Regions from separate parts of the Capra hircus genome. Here region 2 is linked to region 1. A link is a contact called in public Hi-C data. All regions are on one chromosome and are shown on one strand. The core of a region is the stretch at or near the end of the contact, and the rest is flanking DNA. Distances in the headings are between cores, read along the strand shown.

Region 1 (6,809 bases), core at 1,913-4,412:
TCTATGTCCTCATTTCAGCAAATGACAAAACCATTCATCTATTTACTCAAGCCAGAAACCTAGGAGTTACCCAGGACACCCTCATATCTCCGACCTCCCATATCTAAATTCCATGTTGCCTAATCCAGGAGCAAATTCTGTGCTCTCACTTTACCCAGCTGCTCCGCCGCATCAGATGTCCACTCATTCTGGAATGCTTTCCTCTCTTGGTGTCCATAACTTCACACTCTGTCAATTTTCCTCCTACCTCACCTTCTCTTCTCTTGTTATTGAGTCGCTCAGTCATGTCTGACTCTGCAACCCCACGGACTGTAGCCTGCCAGGCTCCTCTGTCCCTGGGATTTCCCAGGCAAGAATACTGGAGTGGGTTGCCATTTTCTCTTCCAGGACATCTTCCCGACCAAGGGATCGATCCTCCTCTCTCTCACGTTGGCAAGCAGATTCTTTACCAATGAGCCATACCCCAAATCTTAGTCTTGCCTACCTAGATTCTTGTACTAGTTATTCTCGAATTCCCAAGCTTTAGTGTTTAAATGACAGAGACTACCAAATCTGAATTTTCAGCCCTCATCTTGCCTCTAAGCCTTAGGCTCATAAATCTACCTGCCAACTTGATGTGGGTCTTCACTTGCTTTGTCCTAAAGCACACTTCTGATGCCTCTTGTGTTCAATCCTGCATCTCATCTTCCTCATCCCAGTATTAGTCACCATCCATCCACCAAGCTGCTCAGCACTCAAAACCTGCAAGCCATGCTTGATTCTACCCTTTCTCCCATCTCACTAGTTTAAAACCAACAAAACCTACAGGTCTATCTCCAAGATATGCATCTATTTTTTTTCATCTTCACCTGCCATCAGCCCAGGCCAATTCATCAACATCTCTTGCTAGAAAACTGCAGTAACGCATCTCCCTGCTTCTTACCTCTTGCCCTCCTCTGGTTCATTCTCTTTGAAACTATTTGTTTATTTATTTTTGGCTGCACTGAATCTTTGCAAGGGCTTTCTCTAGTTGTGGTGAGTGGGGGCTACTCCCTAGTTGCCATATGAAAGCTTCTCACTGCAGTGGCTTCTCTTGTTGTGGGGCATGGGCTCTAGGCCATGCGGGCTTCAACAGTTGCAGCACAGGCTCAGTAGTCATGGTGCACTGGCTTAGTTGTTACCTGACATGTGGAATCTTCCTGGATCAGGGATCGACCTCATGTCTCCTGCATTGGCAGATGGACGCCACCTTATCTTCTTATCCACGGCACCACCAGGCAAGTCCCTCCTCCAGTTCATTCTTAACACAGCAGTAAGAGGGTTCAGAAATACAAAATATGATCATATGGCTCCCCTGCCTAAAATCCTTCAAAAGGTTCCCACATACTTAAAATCTAAAATAAAATAAAATATGAAATAAAATCAATGGTTGATTGATCTGATCTCATCTCTTTTTACTTCTCCAACACCACATCCCACCATTCTCCCCCTTGTTTGTTCACTGCATTCCTGCCACACTGGAACTCTTTTTGCATTTAGAACATGCCAAGCCTTCCCTACTTTAACCACTGATGTCCTCTCTACCTAGTACTCTATTCCCCTTGATTTTTCTTTAATGTTTTTTTAAAAATATGTATTTGGCTATGCCAGGTCTTAGTTGCAACATGCAGGATCTTTGATCGTCATTGCAGCATTTGGGAGACTTAATTGAGGCATTTGGGATATTTAATTGCAGCATGTGGGATCTAGTTTCCTGACCAGGGACTGAACCTGGCCCCCTGCATTGGGTGTGCATTGTCTTAGCCACTGGACCACCAGGGAAGTCCCCTATTTCCCTTGATTTATTAATAATTACTCAGGTTAAATGTCAATTTCTCAAAGACAAGTAGCAAAAACAAAACTCTAAAAGTGGTTTGACCAATAAAGGGATTTATTATCTTATATAACCAGAGTCTTAAATCCGGGCATCTCTGTAACCTATTTTAAAATAAGTGGCTCAGCAATGTTATCAAGGATCCAGGTCCTTTCTATCTTACTATCTACCATAGTACTTATCACCATTTGAAACAATATACCCACTCCGGTGTTCTTGCCTGGAGAATCCCAGGGACGGGGGAGCCTGGTGGGCTGCCGTCTATGGGGTCGCAGAGTCGGACACGACTGAAGCGCCTTAGCAGCAGCAGCAGTAGCAGCAGTGTAGGAGTTAACCCAGATTCTGAAGCCAAACTGCTTAAATTTGTAACCTGGCTACCACTTAACTAGCTGTAGAGTTAAATTACTCAATCTCTCAGTTTCTGTGTCTGTAAAATGGAGATGATGACTATAATATTAACTACCTCAGAGGGCTGATTTGAGGACTGAATGAATAGCTGTGAGGATTAAATATGTAAAATTGAAACAGCTTCCCTAGTTCCCCTAGAGGGTGAGATGGTTGCATGGCATCATCGACTCAATGGACGTGTGTGTGTGTGTGTGTGTGTGTGTGTTTTAGTGGCTCAGCCGTGTCCGACTCTTTGCGACCCCACAGACTGCAGCCAACCAGGCTTCTCTGTCCATGGGATTCTCCAAGGCAAGAATACTGGAGTGGATTGCCATTCCTTTCTCCAGAGGATCTTCCAGATCCAAGGATCGAACCCTGGTCTCTGGCATTACAGGCAGATTGTTTACCTTTTAGGTTACAGAGAAGTCCTCAAAGGACACGAGTTTGAGCAAACTCCGAGAGGCAGTGAAGGATAGGGAAGCCTGGCATGCTGCAGTCTACGGGGTCGCAGAGTCGGTCACGACTGAGCGACTGAACAACCCTAGTTCCAGTTCATTCCTCAGGCTCAGTTTTATCCTGGAGACATTCCTGTATCGTTTTAATAAACTCTCCTCTCTCCTTTAAACCATTCGTTTCTGGGGTTCGCCACGAGGCTCCCCGGTCTGTCATTTCGCTTTGGTGCCATCTGGCGTCCCAAAGGGAAATGACGCGCCTGCGCTCTCCGCTCTCTGCCCTTTGTCTCTTCCCCTAGTCGAATCTGGTACCTATATCTTTAAGGTTTTCGGTCAGACTCAAGAATTCAGGGGCGAGAGCCAAAGAACACCCGCTTGAAGTCCTCTCAGGTTGGTCCAGTCCGGGTAAGGGGAGGGATTTAGCTAACTCCACAAGAGTAACTGGTCTTTCCTTTGGCTCCGCCCCTATGAAGCAATCACAAACGCCTGTGATTGGTCAGGGGCTCTGGAGGCGGGGGCTCCGAGCTTGGCTGCTGGTTCTCCCTGACGGTCCCCGCTGCAGCTCGGTGGGCGGCATGTCCGCGAATGAAGAGATTCGTGGAGGTGCCAGAGGAGAGAGCACTACCGCTACCGGCCCCTTCAGCTTCAGCTCGGAACCAACGCTGGAGGACATGTAAGCCGTCCTTGCCCAGCCTGAGCTGGGTAGATCGCCCGTACTCCCTCCTTTCGGGTAGGGTCCCTCCACGTGTTCGGAAAGAAAGGCTAGCAGCTGTGCTCAGGTTCTAGTTCTGGGGGCTGACCCCAGGCGAACTTCTAACTTTCTCCTCTGCAAAATGGGCTTAACTATACACATCTGAGGCAGGGGACATGCCGGAGTACGGTGATGCTTCTGCCCTGCCTCTGTCCTCCAGGAGCGGGAGGTAGGATGGGAGCAAATGCAGTGTTGAGACGTCGAAGACATTTCTTTCTGGAGGAAATCCAGGAGGGCTTCTTGGGGGAAGTGTCCTGGGGCTGCATTCCATAAAATCAATAGGATTTAGATATGCAGAGACAGGGTTATTCCAGGTGGAGGAAAACTGCAGAAGCAGCAACAGGAAGTGGAATAATGAAAATGAGGGTATTATTAGATTTCGATAGTTTAGGGTCTGTGTAAGGATGCACCCATTTTACAGATGAGAAAACCACATCCTTTAAAAAAGAGATGACCTGTTTAGACCATCCAAAGAATTAGTTGCAGAATCCCCTCTGACTCGCATGCCCCCATTGCATCTCACTGAGTACCTGCCAGGGCTCTGCATCTCCTCCCCCATCCCCTAACCTTGGACCTGGACTTCCACCTCTTTCTCCCATTCCAGCCGCCGCCTCCATGCTGAGTTCGCTGCTGAACGAGACTGGGAGCAGTTCCATCAGCCTCGAAACCTCCTCCTGGCCTTGGTGGGGGAAGTGGGGGAGCTGGCAGAGCTCTTGTGAGTAGATGACAGGCTCTCTGGAAGAGTCTGTGTTGAGGAGGGGAGGGGAGGATTCATTTGACCATCAAATATCCATGGATCCAGTTTCCGCTCCTCACTGCCAAGCTCTTCTGTACCTGGTTGCTGGGCATTCAGAGAGATGACTTATGGGTCCACTGCCCTCTAGGGGCTCCCAGTCTCCTGGGAGAGAAAGGTGTAAAAACAGCAAGGTAGATCCAGGTCTGAGAAGGGGTGGTGGCAACCTTCCTTTACCTCTGCCTCTGGGGTAGAAAGGCTGATCTTCTATAGAAGGCATTCCAGAGAGGGGGAACCACATTTGCAAAGGTAGTGAGATGGAAAAGGGCGAGTTAAATTCAGTGAGAATGTAGGAATTCAGCGACAAGGTAGGATTCCTTTAGTGTAAGCTTCTTGACAAAGGGCAAGGGTTTTGTATCTGTCTTATTCTCTGGTGTGTCTCAAGTACCCAACACACAATAAGTACTTGATACATGTATCTCTTGTGGCTGCAGAGGAGAGGGGTAGGATAGGAACACAGAATGGTAGGATTCGGCTGGGAAGTAATGGAGTTCTGGACAGAACACCTGACCCGATTTGAGTGGTAGGAAGATCACTGTACCTGCAGAGTGGATTTGATCCCCTAGGAGAATTGTGTCAGGGGAAATCAGTGAGGAGACTGGTGTAGATGAGGCAAAATATGGTGAGGACTAAACCAGGGTAGTCTCAGGGGCATGGAGAAATGACAGCACAGATGTGTGGGAGGGCAATCCATTCATTCATTCATTACAGGTGCATGAGCACTGTCTGGGTGCTAGGTCATCTAGAATCAAGATATGGTCTTGAACAAGATGGATACACTCACAGTGCAAAGAGACTGACAATAAATAAGTGAACTAACTTTAAAAGATATGGAATTGTGACAAGTTCTAGGAGGCAAATAACACGAGGTGTTGAGAAAGAAGGTAACAGAGGGAGAAGGCTGTTCTAAGGAGGTAACATTTGAGCTGAGACCTGATGGGAAGCATGGGTGGGGTAGAGCATTCAAGGTTGAGGGATTAGAAAGTGCAAAGGCCCTGTGACAGTTTGGCCTGTTTGCAAGACAGAAGAGGCCAGAATGAATGGCTTTAAGGGTGGTGGGGGGCAGGTCAGAGGGAGTGTGGTGGATAATGACATTGGCAGAGACAGGAGTCATTTCATGCAGAACCTGGAGGGCGAGGTAGGAGGTTGGATTTTATTCCAAGAACAGTTGGAGGAGTTGTCATTTTTACTTTTGGCTGTGCTGGGTCTTTGTTGCTGCATGTGAGTTTTCTTTAGTTGCAGTGAGTAGGGTCTACTCTCTAGGTGTAGTGGTTTCTCTTGTTGCAGAGCATGGACTCTAGGGCGCTCGAGCAGTGCATGGGCTCACAGTTGTGGCACATGGGCTTAGCTGCCCCTATGGCATGTGGAATCTTCCTGGACCAGGGATCGAACCCGTGTCCCCTGCATTGGCAGGCAGATTCTTAACCACTGGACCACCAGAGAAGTCCAGTTGGGGGCGTTTTAAGCACGGGAGGGATGAAATGTAATTTGTTCTTTTAAAAGATGGTAGGGTAAGAAGAAAAGATGAGTTAGCAGACTTTTGCAGTGGTCCAGGTCTAAGGTTTAGTCTGGGGTAGAAGTGACTGGGGGTTGGCAAGTAGGACTGGGTCCCAATAAGTGAAATGTCCTCTCCTTGGCTTAGGTAGGGACACAGAGGTCTGGGTGAATCATCTGATGAGGTCTCTTCCCCACCATAAGGAGTCCAGGGCCCAGATGGGTTGACTTGTCCTGGAAGAAACTTACCAGGAGGTGGGAGTTCACTGCTTCAAGGTCTGGGCTGCTCCTAAGAGAGGTGGAACCCACTGTCCTAGCTAGCATCTATGTGTGTGTGCCTGTCTTGTGTGTTCTGTCCCCAGTCAGTGGAAGCCTGATGAGGAGCCTGGGCCCCAAGCCTGGTCCCCCAGGGAACGAGCAGCCCTTCAAGAGGAGCTCAGTGATGTCCTCATCTACCTGGTAGCATTGGCAGCCCGCTGCCGTGTAGACCTGCCCCAAGCAGTGCTCTCCAAGATGGACACCAACCGGCGACGCTACCCAGCGCATCTATCCCGTGGCTCTGCCTGCAAGTATACAGACTTGCCCCATGGGGCCACCTCTGAAAACCAGGCCATGGGGCCTACAGACCCTGCCTCTGAGTCCACAGGTCAGGTCTCAACCTAGAAACATGGGCACAGAACCTGCAGCTCAGCATGGCCTCTGAGGAGCAGAGGGTACCTGGCCAAGGTATCTCATTCTAGTTCTTTCCTAAGAGATCATGGACTTGGGGGCTACACTTCTTGAGGTCTAAGGGCCCAGAACCTCCAGAAGATAGCCTCCTGTTTTTTTCTCCTTCAATAAAACTTTCGGTTATCAGCTTCTAGACTCTTCCTGGGGCAACCGGGGAGGCTCTGTCTCAGTCCATGCTGGAGAGGGGCACCCGCAATGCCTGCGAGCCCAACTCCCATGTTTTTCTATTGTACCTCCCACCTGCAGAGCAGAGAGATCTGATTTCTAGAAAGTTCCCTGTCTGATCTCATGTAAGTCCCTTCCCCTTCTCTAAATAAGATCAGAGGCTTTATGTAGTGTTGGATAGGAGCG
Region 2 (6,809 bases), core at 1,386-3,885, 230 kb before region 1:
CACTAATGTAAAGAGGAATATGTGTATCCAACAGGCTTGACAGCCCACCTGAGTATCAAAAAGTCTCCAAACTCAGCTACCTAGCTAGCGAGGATCATGGAAACATGGCTAAAACCTGCCACATTCCTTGTGCCTCAAAGCCAGCAGCCCAAAGCAGCAGCAGAGAAGGAATCTACCCCACTTTCTAACCTGTGTTTGCAAGATTGGGAGCTGAGGGTGAGCAGGGGAGGGGCAACTCTGCATGGTCCCACTCCCAGGCTCCTCTTTGGATGCCTGAAGAACGACTGGGTCGTTGTCACCACTGCTGCTGGCCGAGGGGCTGGCGTCCGGCTGCAGGGCATGCTGGGAGCTGGCCTCATTCTGGGCCACAGGCCACCGGGACCCGCCTTCCAGGGCCCGGGGCCCACTAGGGCGTCCCAGCCTCCGCTCAGGTCCACCGGCCTCTGGAGCACCTAAAGTAGGGTAAAAACAGTAGAAAGTGGATTTAGAAAGATTAAATAATCCTTTTAAAACCCAGGAATAACACTAACAAAGATAACTGAACAGTGATTACAGCTTAAGTTTCTTGAGCATCTATTATGTGTCAAATTCTATACTTAGTACTTGATGTGTTCTATAATTCTCACATCTTCCTTATAAACCAGATACTTTTCAAGCCATGATAAATGTTTTAGTTCCTTCTACATGCTGAAAAAAAGAGCTATGCAGAAAAGATGGCTGACTTAAATGGAGCTTACATTCTAGCATTTCTAAGTTAGGAAATCATAATGCAAATAGAGCAAATGACTTGCACAAGGTCACACAGTAAAGAAGTAGGAGGAGGAGAACAGACTAAGACAGTCTGATGTCAAAACCCAAGAATGTGCTACTCTCCCTGATGGAGGCAAGCTGTGATTCAGATCTCTCTATCCATAGACTCAGTACTGTGTTGCACCACAATCATTATCTTAAACATCTCTCCATTAGCATCAGTATATGGAAGTGGTATTTGAGCCCTCACCTGTGTGAGCTGAGACCACACCCCCTGTGAAAGTCTGCACTTCCACGGTGCCGCCGTACTGAGGGGAATCAGGCCTGAAACAGGGAGGAAAACAGCAGTGAGGAACTAATTCACATCTACCAACACCCATCAAAGCCTTCTTTACACCAACTTTTGAAGTCTTTTTAATAAACCCAAGTCAGTTCAAAGGCTGAAGAGAATTAACAGTAGTAGAAAAAGATCACATTTCCAAAAATTGAAAACAAACCATGTGCTGTGAAAACAGAATTTCTTAGGGATATTAGATTCTGGCTGGGGAAGAGAAGCTGGCAAGTGAAGCCTCGACAAGAAGTTTAAAAAGCTGAAGGGTAAAAGGCTCCAACCGCTGAAATTAACAAAGCCAAAAAAGCTGTCACATCCAGAAGCTCAAAAGATGCTGGCTGTCTGGCAGCCTGCTCTCCTTTCCAGTGAGGGCTGAACACAGGAGAACCCACCCTTCCTCAGGGGAGCCCTTCGACTCCTACACCTGCCCCATAAGACACTTCCTCAAACACCAGAACTAGAGCTACCTTAGAGTAGCACTCAGAGGTAAGGAAAGCCTAAAAGCAAAGAACCATACTCCGGAAATAGGCAGGGTAAACCCACAAAAGTCCCGGAAGTGTTTCCCCAGTGTTTAAGGAAATTCCTTAACCACGGCGCAGCCTTTGATTCACTCCCTGTTCCACAAGTCACTGGAATCGCGCTAACAACCAGAATCAAGAAGTATGAACTCCCGACCCCCGGCTTCATTACCGTCTCCCAGCGTGTCCCAACAGCCTGACCCGGCGTGACCCCTGACCTCTGCCCCAACTTGCCACTAGCCCTAAGATGGCCCCGCCCCCTCCTAGACTCCCACCCCACCCAACGTGAGCGACTGGGGGAGGGGCCCGCGCGTGCGCGCCTGGAGGCGGAGAGAGCCGGCTGCGCGCACCGCCCGGGGGCTCCCGCCAGAACCCAAACCCACGCACACAAGGGTCGCAAAGCTAGGCAGTCTTTCATCCCTGCCGGTCAGGGAGCAACCCCCCACCACCACCAGACCGCGAAAGGCTGAGATAAAGGAGGGCTAGTGCCGCTAGGTCCTAGCTCCTGACTGGATATGGTGGGCGCGCGCCCCGACTACTCGTCCCACGCCCCCCTTCCTCTTCCCGCGCGCCCCTGAGAGGGGGCTGGGGTTGATGGGCGGGCAGGAGCGCACCTGGGTCCGTCCTCTCAGGGCTCGCTCGCTCGCTCAGGTACGCGTGCGCAGACCGGCGGGAGGGGAGAGGAGACGCGCCCGGGCCCAGCGCCGGCCAGCCTGGCCCCCCTGAGCCTGTCTCTATGGGCGCGCGCCGACAGCCTCGCGCACCGGCCCCGGGGCCCCGGCCGAAGGTGCGCGCGCAGCATCCCGGGAAGGTGGGAGGGGAGGCGGTGGCGGAAAGATGCGCGCGCAATCACCCGTCAGGGGAGGGGGAACTGTGAGGCGTCCGCCATCTTGTCTCCCTCTCCTTACCTGCGTCCTCGGGGGCGTGCGCACCACCCCCCCTCCCGCCGAGGAGGGGGGAGGGCCCCCTCTTGGCCGCCGCCTTCGCGGCCTTTAAATTCCCCTGGGGCCCGCGGCTACTACCACCGCCTTGCTTCCACTGCTTCCTCTCGCGGCACAGTGATGCGGGCGGGCGGTGGGAAAAGTGGAAGACGCTACTCGCAGCGAACCGCCGCCGCCGCTTCCGAGGCCTCACCAAAATGGCCGCCGCCGTCTCGGCCGCCACCACCAACACCACCGCCACCACCACAGCTCACTATCGCTACCGCCGGCGCGGCCCGTCCTCTCGCGAGAAACAGTAACTGGAGGTTGGGGGAGCGAGGAAGCTCGCGTGCTAGCGTAGGGCGCTGCCCGAAGCGCAAGGCCGGCTGGGAGATGTAGTCCGCGCGGGGAAAGCGCTTGCCCGCGACGAAGCGTTTTTATCCACTACGGAACCTGCTGCTGGAGCTGCATTGCGGCTGCCAACTCGGATGAGTCCGCCTCACTTTAATAGATCACCCGGAGTGCAAAGCAATTTCTCAGGTACTTTTAGCTAGTTAGCAGTGGAGCATGGGCTTCTGGATTCATATGGCAGTCCACTTATGTAGACCTGCTTCATTTCACACAAGGGTTGTTTAGTCTCTTAAGTTGTCACCGACTCAATACAACCCCATGGACTGCAGGACGCCCGGTTTCCTCGCCTTTCGCTATTTCCCGGAGTTTGCTCAGACTTACGTTCATTGAGTCAGTGATGCTGTCCAACCATCTCATCCTCTGTCTTCCCCCTTATCCCCCGTCCCTCAATCTTTCCCAGCATCAGGGTCTTTTCTAATGAGTTGGCTCTTGCCATCAGGCGGCCAAAGTATTGGAGCTTCAGCATCAGTCCTTCTAATGAATATTCAGCATTGATTTCCTTTAGGATTGACTGGTTTGATATCCTTGCAGTCCTAGGGACTCTCAAGAGTCTTCTCCGGTATCACAATTCAAAAGCATCAATTCTTCGGCGCTCAGCCTTCTTTATGATAGTATTCCCAATAATTCCTAAGCATTTATGCTGTTTGCCAGCTTTCTAGGTTGAGTACCCCTTTTGAGAATCTGATATCTTCACCCAATTCATAGCCAACCAGCCTAAGTCACAAGGATACAAACACTCAAAATTTACCACCTAAAGCCTACCCTAGAAGCCAGGTTAGAAATCCAGGGTAAAGCTCTCATTCAACTTCTCTTCATTCACTCAGTTTAGGTCTTCCCCATTCTACTCGAAGAGTTGATGATTCTCTCTGTGTAAGTGATTTAAAGTACTGTTTTTCTTACAGTAAAGACCATGAGTTGAAAACAAAAACCTAGTAGGGCCAAGAAGGTAATGTAAAAGCAAAGAGAGCAAATAAGGAATACCAGGAACAGGAGACCATGTGCTCTGTCCAAAAGTAATAACCTCTGTTCAAACCACTGTTCCTGTGGTCGCCCTACAGGAATGTAGGCCAAAATACATCAGATTCAGGCTGTCAGTTTGCTACCTCTGTTCTTTGCTGGAGCCTCAGGGCACACAGAAGCATACAGGATGGATTGATTGAAAATGTAGATAAATGCCCATCTATTTAGACCCAGTTCAAAGTGTTTTTTCTAAGCCAGGATTACATATTCTCTGAGACACCATCATAGAACTTCACTGAGCTTCCAAGAGTCTCAGATTTCTTACCCTTGCCATATAATTTTTTTTAATCCTTTTTCAAGACTTTTCCTTCAGAATTTAGCTCAAAGGCCACAACCCTCAGGTGATCTCTCTTGACCACCATCAGGCTGGTTTAATACCCCTTCTGGTTCCCACAGCCTCCTGGGCTTCTTAAAACACTGATTGAATTGTATCTGGATTCGCAGTCTGTGCACCCCACCCCCAAAACTGTTGTCAACTCCTTGAAGGTAGGGCCACGGTGTATACATGACAATTCTCAATGCCAGTCTCAGAAAGATTATTCAGGAAATTTGATAGTATTATCACACCTTATTTTAAAAATAAATAACTAATATTGGTTATGTGAGCTCAAGTCTAAAATTTGTCTTCCATTTCCATGACTGTAACTGTGGTCCAGCCACCATCATCTCGTGGCTTGGATTACTCCCGGGCCTCCCAGTTCCACTCCTGTTTTCCATTACTCTGTTCTCCGCACAGCCACCAGAGTGACCTTTTCATATATATCAGATCATGACGCTCTCACACTTGAAATCCCCAAATGGCATCTTAGTCCTCTTACATGAAAATTATGTATCACGGCTTAACATTCCCATAGGACAGACATGTGGAGATGAAGAATAAATACATGTGATTCAGATTATAAAAGGTTTAAGAGCAACAAAAATTAACAAAAATCAGAACAATAACCAGTAGGGGAGAAGGGTTTTAACTGGAAAGATGCACAAAGGGGATACTAGAAATGTATCAGAGGTTGGTAAACTATAGCCCAAAGAGCAGGTCCTGCACACCACCTGTTTTTTGTACAGCTGACAAGCTAAGTGTTTTCTTAAATATTTTTATTTTTGGCTGCACTGGGTCTCCATTGCTGTGAAGGCTTTCTCTAGTTGTGGTGAGCAGGGGCTACCTTTCATTACACTTTGTGGGCTTCTTATTGTGGAGGCTTCTCTGGTTGTAGAGCACGGGCTCTAGGTTCTCAGGCTTCAGTAGTTGCTCAGTAGTTGTGGCTCTCAGGCTCTAGGGCACAGGCTCAGTAGTTGTGGTGCATAGGCTTAGTTGCTCCACAGCTTATGGGATCTTTCTGGACCAGGGATTGAACCCATGTCCCCTGCATTGGCAGATGGATTTTTAACCACTGGACCACCAGGGAAGTCCTAGGAAAGGCTTTTATATTTTCAAATGGTTGAAGAAAAAAGAAGGAAAATATTTTGTAATATGTTAAAATTACATGTAATTCAAATTTCAGTGTCTGTAACTAAAGATTTATGGGAATCAGACCATGCCCATTCATTACATAGCAACTAGGGCTGCCTTCCTGTAATAGTGGAGCTGAGTAGTTGCACCAGAGACCATAGGCCTACAAAGCCTAAACTATTTTCTGTCTGGCACCTTACCAAAAATGTTTGCTGACTCCTGTTTTATATCTCGATCTAGATAAGGTCACATCCATGGGTGAATACAGACGTAAACCTTCACTAAAATGTCCATGTAAAAATTGTATACTTGCAACTAATGCACCACAACTACCGAGCCAGTGCTCCAGAGCCCATGAACCACAGCTACTGAAGCCCAAAGTAACAAGAGAAGCCACACAATGAGAAGCCTGAGCACCACCACTAGAGAGTAGCCCCCTCGCTGAAACTGGAGAGAGCTCTCATGCAGCAACGAAGACCCAGCACAGCCAAAAATAAATACATCTTGAAAAATATATCTAAAAAAAAAAAATTGTAGGACTTCCCTGGTGGTTCAGTGATAAAGAATCCACCTGCCAGCGCAGGAGACATGGGGTCAATCGCTGATCCAGGAAGATCCCACATATGGTGGCGCAACAAAGCCCATGGGCCACAAGTACTGAGCCTGTGCTCTAGATCCTGGGAGCCACCATTCCTGAACCCACGTGCCTGAGAGCCACGGCACTGAGAAGCCTGTACACCACAACTACAGAGTATCCCCCACTCACCAGAACTAGAGAAAGGCCTGCACAGCAACGAAGACCCAGCACAGCCAAAAAGAGATAATTTTTAAAATTGTACATTGTATATATCTCACAACGTGTATTTTTTTACTTTCTTTTTCAATAAAGTAACCCTAAAGGATATGATCCCTTCTATTTTTTTTAACCTCATATACCTCTCCTTCACTGTACTATAGCCACCACGCTGTTCTCCAAAACATCCATCACTTCTGCTTTCAGAGCCTTCATCTCCATTGTTCCCTCTGTCTAAAACCTTTTCTCGGAGTTCTGTGACGATCCACCGGTTAAAACGCAGTGCTTTCACTGCCATTGGTGCAAGTTCAATCCCGAGTCGGAGAACCAAGATCCCACAAACCATGTGGCTCAGCCAAAAAGTAATTATAATAATAATAAAGGTAAATAAAAATTAAAAATCTTTCTCATGGCCAGCTCTCCCTTTTCATGAAGGTCTTAGTCCAAATGTTGCCTCCTTAGAGAAATTCCCTGACATTAAGTAGCTCTTTCACTGCCAGTCTCTCTATCACATGCCTTTTTCACAACCCTTACCTGAAATTATTAATGTATTTGTATGCTTGTTTATTGTCTGCCCCGTTCCCACTTAAAGATGAACTCCTTGAGAGCAGGGACA

What was found. A called contact is a pair of places that touch in the nucleus more often than the background predicts.
Region 2: a Hi-C map of blood shows a contact between it and region 1, with 2.8 times the contacts expected there. The contact joins the promoter of LOC108633856 here to the promoter of DCTPP1 in region 1. A contact is called at or near these places in 2 of 5 Hi-C or Micro-C datasets (blood and liver).

Annotation. Positions count from the first base shown.
Region 1 is chr25:26,509,424-26,516,232 of ARS1.2, reverse strand. It overlaps DCTPP1 (dCTP pyrophosphatase 1), which reads left to right and starts at 3,162. Exons shown (of 3, transcript XM_018041031.1): 1 at 3,162-3,364; 2 at 4,047-4,157; 3 at 6,092-6,586. The coding sequence starts at 3,267. The coding sequence ends at 6,392.
Region 2 is chr25:26,737,517-26,744,325 of ARS1.2, reverse strand. It overlaps LOC108633856, which reads left to right and starts at 2,635. Exons shown (of 4, transcript XM_018039987.1): 1 at 2,635-2,783; 2 at 2,786-2,845; 3 at 3,070-3,235; 4 at 3,989-3,996. The coding sequence starts at 2,661. The coding sequence ends at 3,996. SRCAP (helicase SRCAP) reads right to left here and starts at 2,632. Exons shown (of 34, transcript XM_018040168.1): 1 at 2,508-2,632; 2 at 1,001-1,074; 3 at 190-452. The coding sequence starts at 243.